Linked DNA regions of Callithrix jacchus: region 1 is linked to region 2. The links are chromatin contacts, called in public Hi-C maps. All regions are on one chromosome and are shown on one strand. Each heading gives the region's core, a stretch centred on a gene start, on an enhancer-like site or on the middle of the called end of the contact. The rest is flanking DNA. Distances are from core to core; before and after follow the strand shown. Region 1 overlaps RAD51B (RAD51 paralog B). Region 2 overlaps RAD51B (RAD51 paralog B).

Evidence for each region. A called contact is a pair of places that touch in the nucleus more often than the background predicts.
Region 1: a contact with region 2 is called in a Hi-C map of skeletal muscle, with 6 times the contacts expected there. The contact joins two enhancer-like sites. A contact is called at or near these places in 2 of 3 Hi-C or Micro-C datasets (both in skeletal muscle).

The regions. Positions count from the first base shown.
Region 1 is chr8:103,137,868-103,142,308 of calJac240_pri, forward strand. The region is part of intron 6 of RAD51B (RAD51 paralog B); the gene reads left to right. Among named protein-coding and RNA genes, the nearest start is that of RAD51B, 310 kb to the left of the region's middle. Within about 2 kb of position 3,089, at least 6 of the 16 cell types and tissues checked have an H3K27ac peak or open chromatin away from gene starts, as enhancers often do. A contact at or near this core is called in skeletal muscle, where this site is marked.
Region 2 is chr8:102,943,884-102,948,719 of calJac240_pri, forward strand. The region is part of intron 6 of RAD51B (RAD51 paralog B); the gene reads left to right. It also overlaps the pseudogene LOC103795813. Among named protein-coding and RNA genes, the nearest start is that of RAD51B, 110 kb to the left of the region's middle. Within about 2 kb of position 2,153, at least 8 of the 16 cell types and tissues checked have an H3K27ac peak or open chromatin away from gene starts, as enhancers often do. A contact at or near this core is called in skeletal muscle, where this site is marked.

The sequences.
Region 1 (4,441 bases), core at 1,839-4,338, 190 kb after region 2:
ATCAAGAGTTTGAGAGGAATTTTCACCTAGGGCTGGCTGTTTTTTAGAAGAGGTTGGTATAATATTATTATGTAAGCCAAACCCAGCATGGCTTTATTTAGAACTGTTCACATGGTGGGAAGAAGTGAAATGCTAGCATTGCTTTTAAAGGGCATTGTGAAGGTGACCATATAATTTGAGGATAAATATCCTCAAAACTAGGATATTTTTGAGAGTAAAGGGGCTCTATTAATAATTATTCTGAGATAACAGCAATAAACCAGGACTGTCAGAGCAAGTTGAGCATAGTCACCCTCATCATTGTGCCAAGAGTCACCATCCAGCTGTCATTTATTAAGTCAGACATTGAAGAATCTTGCAAGAATGCAGAACAGTGCCACGCTTCTCATGAAAGCTTTTTGTTTTAGAAAAGCTAGTTATTCTCATAAAAATATATTATTTATGATCAGATGTTATGAGTTTATTAGTGTTAGTTTTAAATGAATTAAATAAATGCTTTAAAAATTCATCTATTTTAATTTCCAATATGGTAAGTCTAACCCTCCTAAGTAAAGCTCTATAGGTCTTCAATAATTTTTATATCCTTAAAGGGACCCCAAGACTAAAAGTTTTTGAGAATTGCTGCTTTTTCTCTGCATGGGAAAGAATATGCTGGTAAAGCAAAATGTTAAATTTTCTGGCAAGAGAGACCAGCTTAATCATTATTGCATCTGCTACAGCACTAGCAAAATGTCTTGCAGGTAGTTAGTATTCTATAATACATAAATATGAGTGACAAAGCTCATGTGGCAACTCTGAAAAAATTACTGTGTTTTCTGATTTTTGTGTATTACATTAACATTATTATTTGGTTTCAGTCTTTGTTTTTTTGATATTCAGTATGTTTGGGTACTCTTTGTTAATCTTATTTTGACACAACAATAATGATGTCATTTTTTCTTCAAAAGTTTCATGGGATGGATCAAATTTCCTATGAAATGAGTATGTTAGATAAGAAAACATTAAGCATAATAGAAGTAGGACTCCTTTCTTTTAACCTGCCTAACTCAGGTGTCACTTTCTTTTTTTTTTTGAGATGGAGTTTCGCTCTTGTTACCCAGGCTGGAGTGCAATGGTGTGATCTCGGCTCACCGCAACCTCCGCCTCCTGGGTTCAGGCAATTCTCCTGCCTCAGCCTCCTGAGTAGCTGGGACTACAGGCATGTGCCAGCATGCCCAGCTAATTTTTTGTATTTTTATTGGAGACGGGGTTTCACCATGTTGACCAGGATGGTCTTGATCTCTCGACCTCGTGATCCGCCCACCTCGGCCTCCCAGAGTGCTGTGATTACAGGCTTGAGCCACCGTGCCCGGCCAGGTGTCGCTTTCTTCATTTGGCCTTCCTAGACCTTCCCGTGCTGGCCTGTGGCCCCTCCCATGTGCTTTCAAAGCATCTTTTATCACAAGACTTACAACTCAGGGTCGTTCTATTCATATGTTGGTTCCCCCAGTTAATTTTGAGTACTTTTATGTCAGAAGCATCCTTTCATCTCCTTATTCCCAGAATTATATGATGCTTGGTAAAACTATTAAAGACTATCTGTTAAATTGAAATGAATATCAATAAGGAAACATTAGTTAATTTAACTTTTAACTAGTTAATGAAGTGGTTTAAAAACATGTCATGTAGCATGATTTCTATAGTACCAGAAGAAAAAATTTTTTTGGAGTACAAGAAACCACAGTTTGAGGAAAGAATATAGATTGCTCTGTTATGACCTTACATGCAGATTGGTTTATATATACCTACCCCTCCACTCTCAAACTTCTTTTCAGAGTTAGACTCTTTTAAGCCTTTTAAGGATTATGTATTTCTGAATATGTGATTTCTGTCAACATCAGAAATTATTTCCATTGGCAAAAAAATTGTGAAATGATTTCTATAATATAGGTTTAATTTGGTTGAAAGTAACTTTTCATTCTGCATGTTCGTCTTTCTTTCAAATGAAAATATTATCTTCTATATTTAAATTTGTTCCTGGAGTTAGAAATACAATATTTTAAATACATGCTTAGTTTAATTTAAAAGACATCTCCAAGGTCTAAAATTGACTTGCTGTTTTGTAGATCAACATAACAGGATAAACAGAGGCCATAGTTTATTTGGGTAGCTGCATTATCATAATGATTTAATAATAGTGATAATTATGTATAATAAGTAAAAGTAGGAATCTAAGTGTTATGAAGCTAGTTTTTATGTCATGTATTTTACTTGGTTTTAGTTTGGGTCTTTTCTCTGAGTGCTGTTAGTTGTATGCTTCCACATTTGTTTCTCTTTTTGGAGACCACAAAGTTTGGATGATTATTTACCAAACTTACATGCAAATTATTGATCAGAGAGTCAGAACACATCACAGTTTTTATCAAGTCTCCACTAAAAAAGGGGTTGGGGGAAAATGATTATGCTGTCTGAGATGGAGTCCTAAAGGAACACTGTGATTTTTGTGGACAGGTTACTGGCTGGATGAGGATGAGAGAGCCAGGTATTTGTCCCAACTTTGCCACTCTCTAAGTTTTAGTGTGATTTTAGCATGTCATCTTCTCTTAGCTGCTATTAGTGTCCCCATCTGTAAAATAAGGCCGAGTAAGATATCTCAAAGGTCTTTTACAGATAATCTAATATCATAGTTTGTTTAGTTCTCTGTCAGGATTTCTTGTTCTTTAAGTCCCTAGTTGACAGATAATGGTGTGGAAGGAAATGGTACATGGCAGAGTCCTGAATGACCAAAATGGACTTTGTCCACACTTATGTGCTAATCCCCAAAGAAGAAGAAAATACAAACAGTCCAGCGGCCGAACATGAAAATGGTGACAGTGAGCAAAACATTGAAATAGACAGCTGAAAGCTTCATTTCCTGGCCCGCCTGCCATGAGAAAGGCTGTGCTTGCCAAACCCTTCAGGCTGTCAAGACCAGAACTTTGGCTAGTTCTTATTTTGAGTTTCCCCCACACCACACACACAAACCACACAGGATAATTGTCTCTCTCTCTTTATATGTGTGCCTTTTGGCTACACTTCTATTTAAGCCAAGTCCTTGCCTAATCTCCTTCCTTCCAGCTGTCACTGTATTCTGCCTGTTGCTTTCTGGGGGCTTTGAAAAGCAGCTGCAACCTTCAGAGGAAGCACAGGGTGGTTGGCATTGGTGGAAGGGTATTGTAAGTGTGTGTGGACTCTATCAGAACCAAAAGTCACTTATACCTGGTTTATGGACTGTCTGAACAGTGTTCTCACTCTCCTTCCTTGGCAAATGTTAGAAGTGATGGCTTTAATTTTTCCTCCCTCCCTTCATGTTCGGGGATTTTTTTTTCTCCTCTACATTACTCAGCCTTTCTGTCTGTGAAAATCCTGTGGAAGATTTGGTTGTCTAAGGTTGTTTTGCCAGGCTGCTCTTTGTCTTTCCCGCCACCCCCCCACATAAAACATATTTATCTAATGAGAAAACTTAAGATGTATAACCAGAGCCTCTGTTCTTTTTCACAAGCCTAGAAACTTGACCCTTTCTCAGTTTTGACAGTTCATCCCAAACCACTGGCCTCCTAAGGCTCAGAGAGCTCTTGGCCATTTGCTGTCTGTCTAGCCCCAGCTGTTGGAGAAACTAGTTTTTGGTGTACTTTCACCTCTGGCCTGTGTTGTTTCCCCCCAGAGCTTGTCTCCATGTTGGCTCTTAGTGATGGTAGCTGAGCAAAGAGGCACTTGGTTCTCATCATTGTAGAAAACCAAGGAAGAATCTCAGGAAGCCTGATTGAAGAATCTTGGCTGAATATAGGAAAGCGCCATGTACTATGAAGGTTTTAAATGATTGCACTCTGCACAGACTGACTTTGTAGCCTGCGTACTGAAAGCAAAACAAGATGAAAATCTCCCACAGTCATTGTGTTTTGTAGTGGAGCATTGTCTTTTGTCGACCAGTAGAGCTTTTTTGAGATACAATGAGTTGTTCTCTGCTTCTCTTTCTGGAAACTTCATCAACTGTCTTGCCCTATACCTGACAATGCCAACCCACATTTCTGTTTATTTAAAAGGAACTCCATATCATCTTCAGAAGCTAGTACAAAAAGAAAAAAAAAAACAACCTCAAAGCATATTTGTGTTGGGGTTTGTCTATGTTTTCTCATGTCTGTATTTTGTGTTTTATTTAAAATAATTAAAATGTTAATTGATTTTAAATTCAAACAGGTGAATTTGATAAAAATCTTTTTTGATAGGATCTTATTTAACTTTATACTATATAAAGTCTTTTTTATTCATTTTGGGACTATAGCACTACAAAGCCATTTTCTTTTTCCATTTCTGCCTGTATAATGTCCTGAGTCTTTGACCTGTTTGGCTTTATTATTTCAAATATGCAGTTAAACATTTTGTTACTCATTTTCTTATTACATGATTTTGCATGGTCTACAAT
Region 2 (4,836 bases), core at 903-3,402:
AATACCAAATTCATTTTAAATACATGTATGTACCCAATATATATTATATGTCATCTTACTCTAGGATGTTAGCCTTAAAAAGGAGGAAGCCAAATTGTGCATGCTTTTATATAGATTCTTGCAAAGCTAGATAGTGTATATAAAATTGACAGTAGTAAGTGAAATACCTAATTCCTTTAAAGAAAGAAAACTCCAACAGTTAGGGTAAGAACTTTATTTAAAAAAAAAGACAAGAATGAAAAAAATGCACAATTCAGAATAGTGATGATCATTGCATGGAGGCAGGAAGATGGTTTTTGGTAGAGGCCCATGTGCAGCTTCGCTGGGATTGTGTTTTAGTTAGCTTGGGCTGCTATAGCAAATTACCATATAGATTAGGTAGCTCAAATAACCAACATTTATTTCTCACAGTTCTGAAGGCTGGAAGTCTGAGATCAGGGTGGAAGCACGGTTGGGTGGCCTCTTCCTGGTTATGTCCTCACATGGCTGTTCCCATCATAGAGACTCCAACTTCAAGATTTAATCTAACCTTAATGACCTACCTAAAGGCCCTATGTCTAAATACCATTACATTGGGGATTAGGGTTTTAATACATTAATTTTGGGAGGACACAAACATTTAGTCCATAGGAGATTGGAAATATTCTAATTCATAAATTCAGTGCTGGGTTCATTAGGTATATATTCTTTAATTATGCTTCATAACCCACATTATACATATATGAAACAAAAGTTATATATATAAAACTATGTAACTATATATATAAAACAATAGTTTTATGTATATAACTAACATAAAACAAAAGTTATATATATAAAACTATGTAACATTTGACAAAGCTTTTCTCTATTTAAATGTAGTAAAATATATATATGTAAAATATATATGCATCTGTCAAGTGTTACATCTGTCAAACATTACATATATTTTACATATATGTGCATCTGTCAAATGTTATGTAGTTTTTTTTTTAAAAAGATATTTCCGTAACTAAACATTTCCCAGTCTGAATTTCTTGAAAGCTTTTGCTTAGGTTAAGTTGTGGGAGAAAAACTGAACTTACCCGGTTAGCTATACTATCTCTTAGCTGTCTTTTTACTTTATCCATCTATTTTTTACTTTTTTTTCGAAACACAGTAACACTAGTGGAGAGGTCTTTTCACATTGCCTGACTCTCCTGGTCTGTCCCATAAGGTTCCATGTACTCTGTCCAGAACTCAGCTTATATATCAGAAGATTCTGTCTGGTCTGCTCAGTCAGAGATATAAGTTCTCATTACCTCAGTGTGTGTGTTTGTATCTGTATTTAATGATGTTTGTGCTTGGCTTTGGCTCGGAATTTTGAAATCTTTGCAGAGTTTCCCAATTTGGTGGACAGTTTTAGAAATAAGGATGTCAGTAGGGAAAAAAAAAAGCACAGAAAAATAGTTTCCTCTTTCATCTGTGTCCCACATTATACAAATGTTCACTGAAAACAGCACCAATTTTCTGGGAAAGGTTTTGACTAAGACTTTTCTCACCCTTTACCCCTACTCTTCAATTCATGGTTCCTTCTTATAACGTGGTCATGTGCTTGCCCAAGCCTGGCTTATGAACCGTGCAGAATATTTGTGGGGTTTTGTTTTTTAAGCCCTAAACTGTGCACATGATGCAGTATTTAATTTGGAATGAGCTCTAAGTTTAGTCACATGTGCTTCTTGTGGTGTTTATCTTGGAATCCACAAGTAGGAGGGAAGTATTTTTGCATTTTATACATCTGGACATTGTTCATGGTCCTTCTGTAACTTGGGAATTCTGTGTGGAGCAAAATCCGAAGAAGGGTATTAAAAATAACATGGAGTTATAATGACATCTAATTCAAAACCCTTGAGAATACCCTTCTGATCCCAGCAGAGTTCTTTTTTGAGGTGGTGAACTTTTTCAATTGTGTGTGGTTCACTGCTGGCCTGAGGAGAATGCTGGGATTATAAGGTTACCTGATACCCTTGCATGTAGGCTAATGGGTTTCTAGACATTCTGAAAGTCTGTTGCAGATTTGGCATGGAGGAAGATTTTGCCTTAATTTTGCATGGGGTAAGATAGGTAAAGTGATTTCTACTCCCTGCTGCTATGCCTCTGTCACAAGCATTGTAAGAGACCTGTTAGACTCTCCCTATTGCTCTCTTAAACTTGCCTAATTCCAGCCAGCTTAGAGCTAAAAGTTGACCCTGAGAATGCCTCATGCTCTCTGTCAGAACTGGGGGTTTAGTAAACTTATCCTTCCCCTGATTTCATATAAGAAGTTGTTTTGAACAGGATTGGACATACAGATATAGCACAGTCACTCCTCCTTTTGGCTAGGGGTCTGCTAGAATGGAAGCAGTGGGAAGGGATGTACAGAAACTACTGCTCTTTGAGTGAGTTTGCATATGGACAGTATTGCTTTTTGGCCCCAGCCTAGTTTTCTTTTATTCCCAAGTCTCATCTTTTATGCAGCTGCAGAGAGCAGGCTGGGAAAGCAGAATGAACGCTTCAAACAGATTTGCACTTCAATAAAAGAAAGAGTGATTTCTCTTGTTCAGAGTACAGACCAGTTTGGGTAGAAAACTGTTTGCTTTTTTACTTTCTGGGTAGGGACTCTTTGCTTTTCTCTCTTTAAATGTAGTAAAGAGAGGAAAAGTGAATAAAGTAGTTAGACCTGCTGGTTATAATTCACAGAGAATTTTCAAATGTGTTTAATAAAGTCTCTCGTATAATTATAACAGAAATAAGTAATTGGTGGGGAAAGGTTAAAATCCTGTCGAGGTTTAAGAATCAGTTAAATACGAGGCAGTATGCTTGGATGAGACAACTCAACTAGGAGCTGCTTCTCTTTGCTGATTTCTCTGGCTTTTGGGATTTTCCCCCTTTTACTTTCATAATGCATTCTGCAACTTTCATTATAAAAATCCATCAATGTGTACACTTCTAGCACATAAACACATCCTGGTCCTATTTTGGAAATCACAATGTAGAGAGAATAGCTTGACTTCAGCTGGAGAGAAGTTAATGATAGGAAACCCAAGGATTGATACCAAGATCGTGCTTGTTTAGTGTTTTAATGACTCCAGAAGGAAATGGTGAAATCTGCTGATGACATCAAATTGTTTTTGCTGATCCAAACAAGGATTTCTTGGAAGCTGCTTCAGAGCATTTGGAATAGTAGAAGAATTGAGCAATATGGTGGCAGACACACTGAACTTAAAGTGAAGGTTTATGTGAAGTAGCAGGAGTAACGTCAATGCGTTGAAGTTTCAAAGCCTGCCAAGTCTTCCAAGAAGACTACAGAGTCTTTACAGTTTTATGAAAGGAAGACTTAAGACAGAGAACATTGATATGTATAACAAATGAAAACTATATGGGAATAGTTGCAGTTATAAAATTCAGTGACTTAAAAATATGATGCCCGAGTTTCTTTCTTTTTAAATGTCAGCAGTAGTGTATCCAAATGAATGTTGTTTCTCTCAAAATGGTCGTAGAAGATATATACCCATTTAATGCATACTTCTTTCTTGGTAAGTTCTTTTGTCAGTTTTCTGTGGTGGCAGGTCTTTCTTTTGTAGGCTGTTTTGAATTTTGAAACAGTCAACTGTCATTTAGAGCCGAGTGTGATGAGTAAGATGGGTAGTCAAACTAATAGACTGAAATATATTAAATATAATAAATAAAATGTAAAGTAGTAAAACATATTTTCTTTTATTGCTTTCAAAACAGACTCTAAAGGAAATTACCAATGAGAAATTGCAAAAAATTTTTGTGTACTAGTAGTATTAGATTAGTTCTTGGTTGATACATTTCACAAACATCACTTATTTAGATATGTAAGTTATGAGGCTTGTACTAATACACATTTTCTTATATTGGAGACAAACCATGTTTATAAGTGACCTTTTAAAACTTTTTTCTTTGTGCTCCCTAAATATACACTTAGGGAGGAAGAAGGAGGTTTTGAATTAACTGGAGATTTCCTTAATATGTTGAGTTTTCTGGCTAAAGGTACATCTTTGTAATGAAAAAGACCCTGTGGGTTAAAAAATATGATGGGTACTGTCATAGGCGCCGTGGGCTGGCCATCTTTATCCATCCATTTGTCTATTATTCCTTCCTTCCATCCATCCATCCATCCATCCATCCATCCATCCATCAAATCATTTTTTACCACTGGCTGTGGAGTTGACATCCATTTATTTTAAAAGAACAGTGAATTACAGCTCTTTTCCTCAAGATGCTTGGTTTTATTTGCATGGTGGTATATCCATGTAAAACAAATAAACAGTCTGGGCACAGTGGCTCAGACGCGTATAATCCCAGCACTTTGGGAGGCCGAGGCGAGTGGATCACGAGGTCAAGAGATTGAGACCATCCTGGTCAACAAGGTGAAACCCCGTCTCTACTAAAAATACAAAAATTAACTGGGCATGGTGGTGCGCGCCTGTAGTCCCAGCTACTCCGGAGGCTGAGGCAGGAGAATTGCTTGAACCCAGAAGGCGGAGGTTGCAGTGAGCCAAGATTGTGCCATTGCACTCCAGTCTGGGTAACAACAGTGAAACTCCTGTCTCAAACAAACAAACAAACAACAACCACAAAATAAATAAACAGCAGTCATTTTCACTGATGTGAGTGGAGTAAATGGTTTTGAAGCTTTATCTATGGAATCTTTATTTTGCTTAAGCACTTAGAATACTATTTGACCTACAGTAAGCCCTCAATAAAGGTTTGTTATTATTACTGTACCTCTTTCCTCTAATGTATAGAGGTAAACATGTTGGTTCCTATTATGATACTTGGGTTATAATGAATTCGGGCCCACTTAAGAAG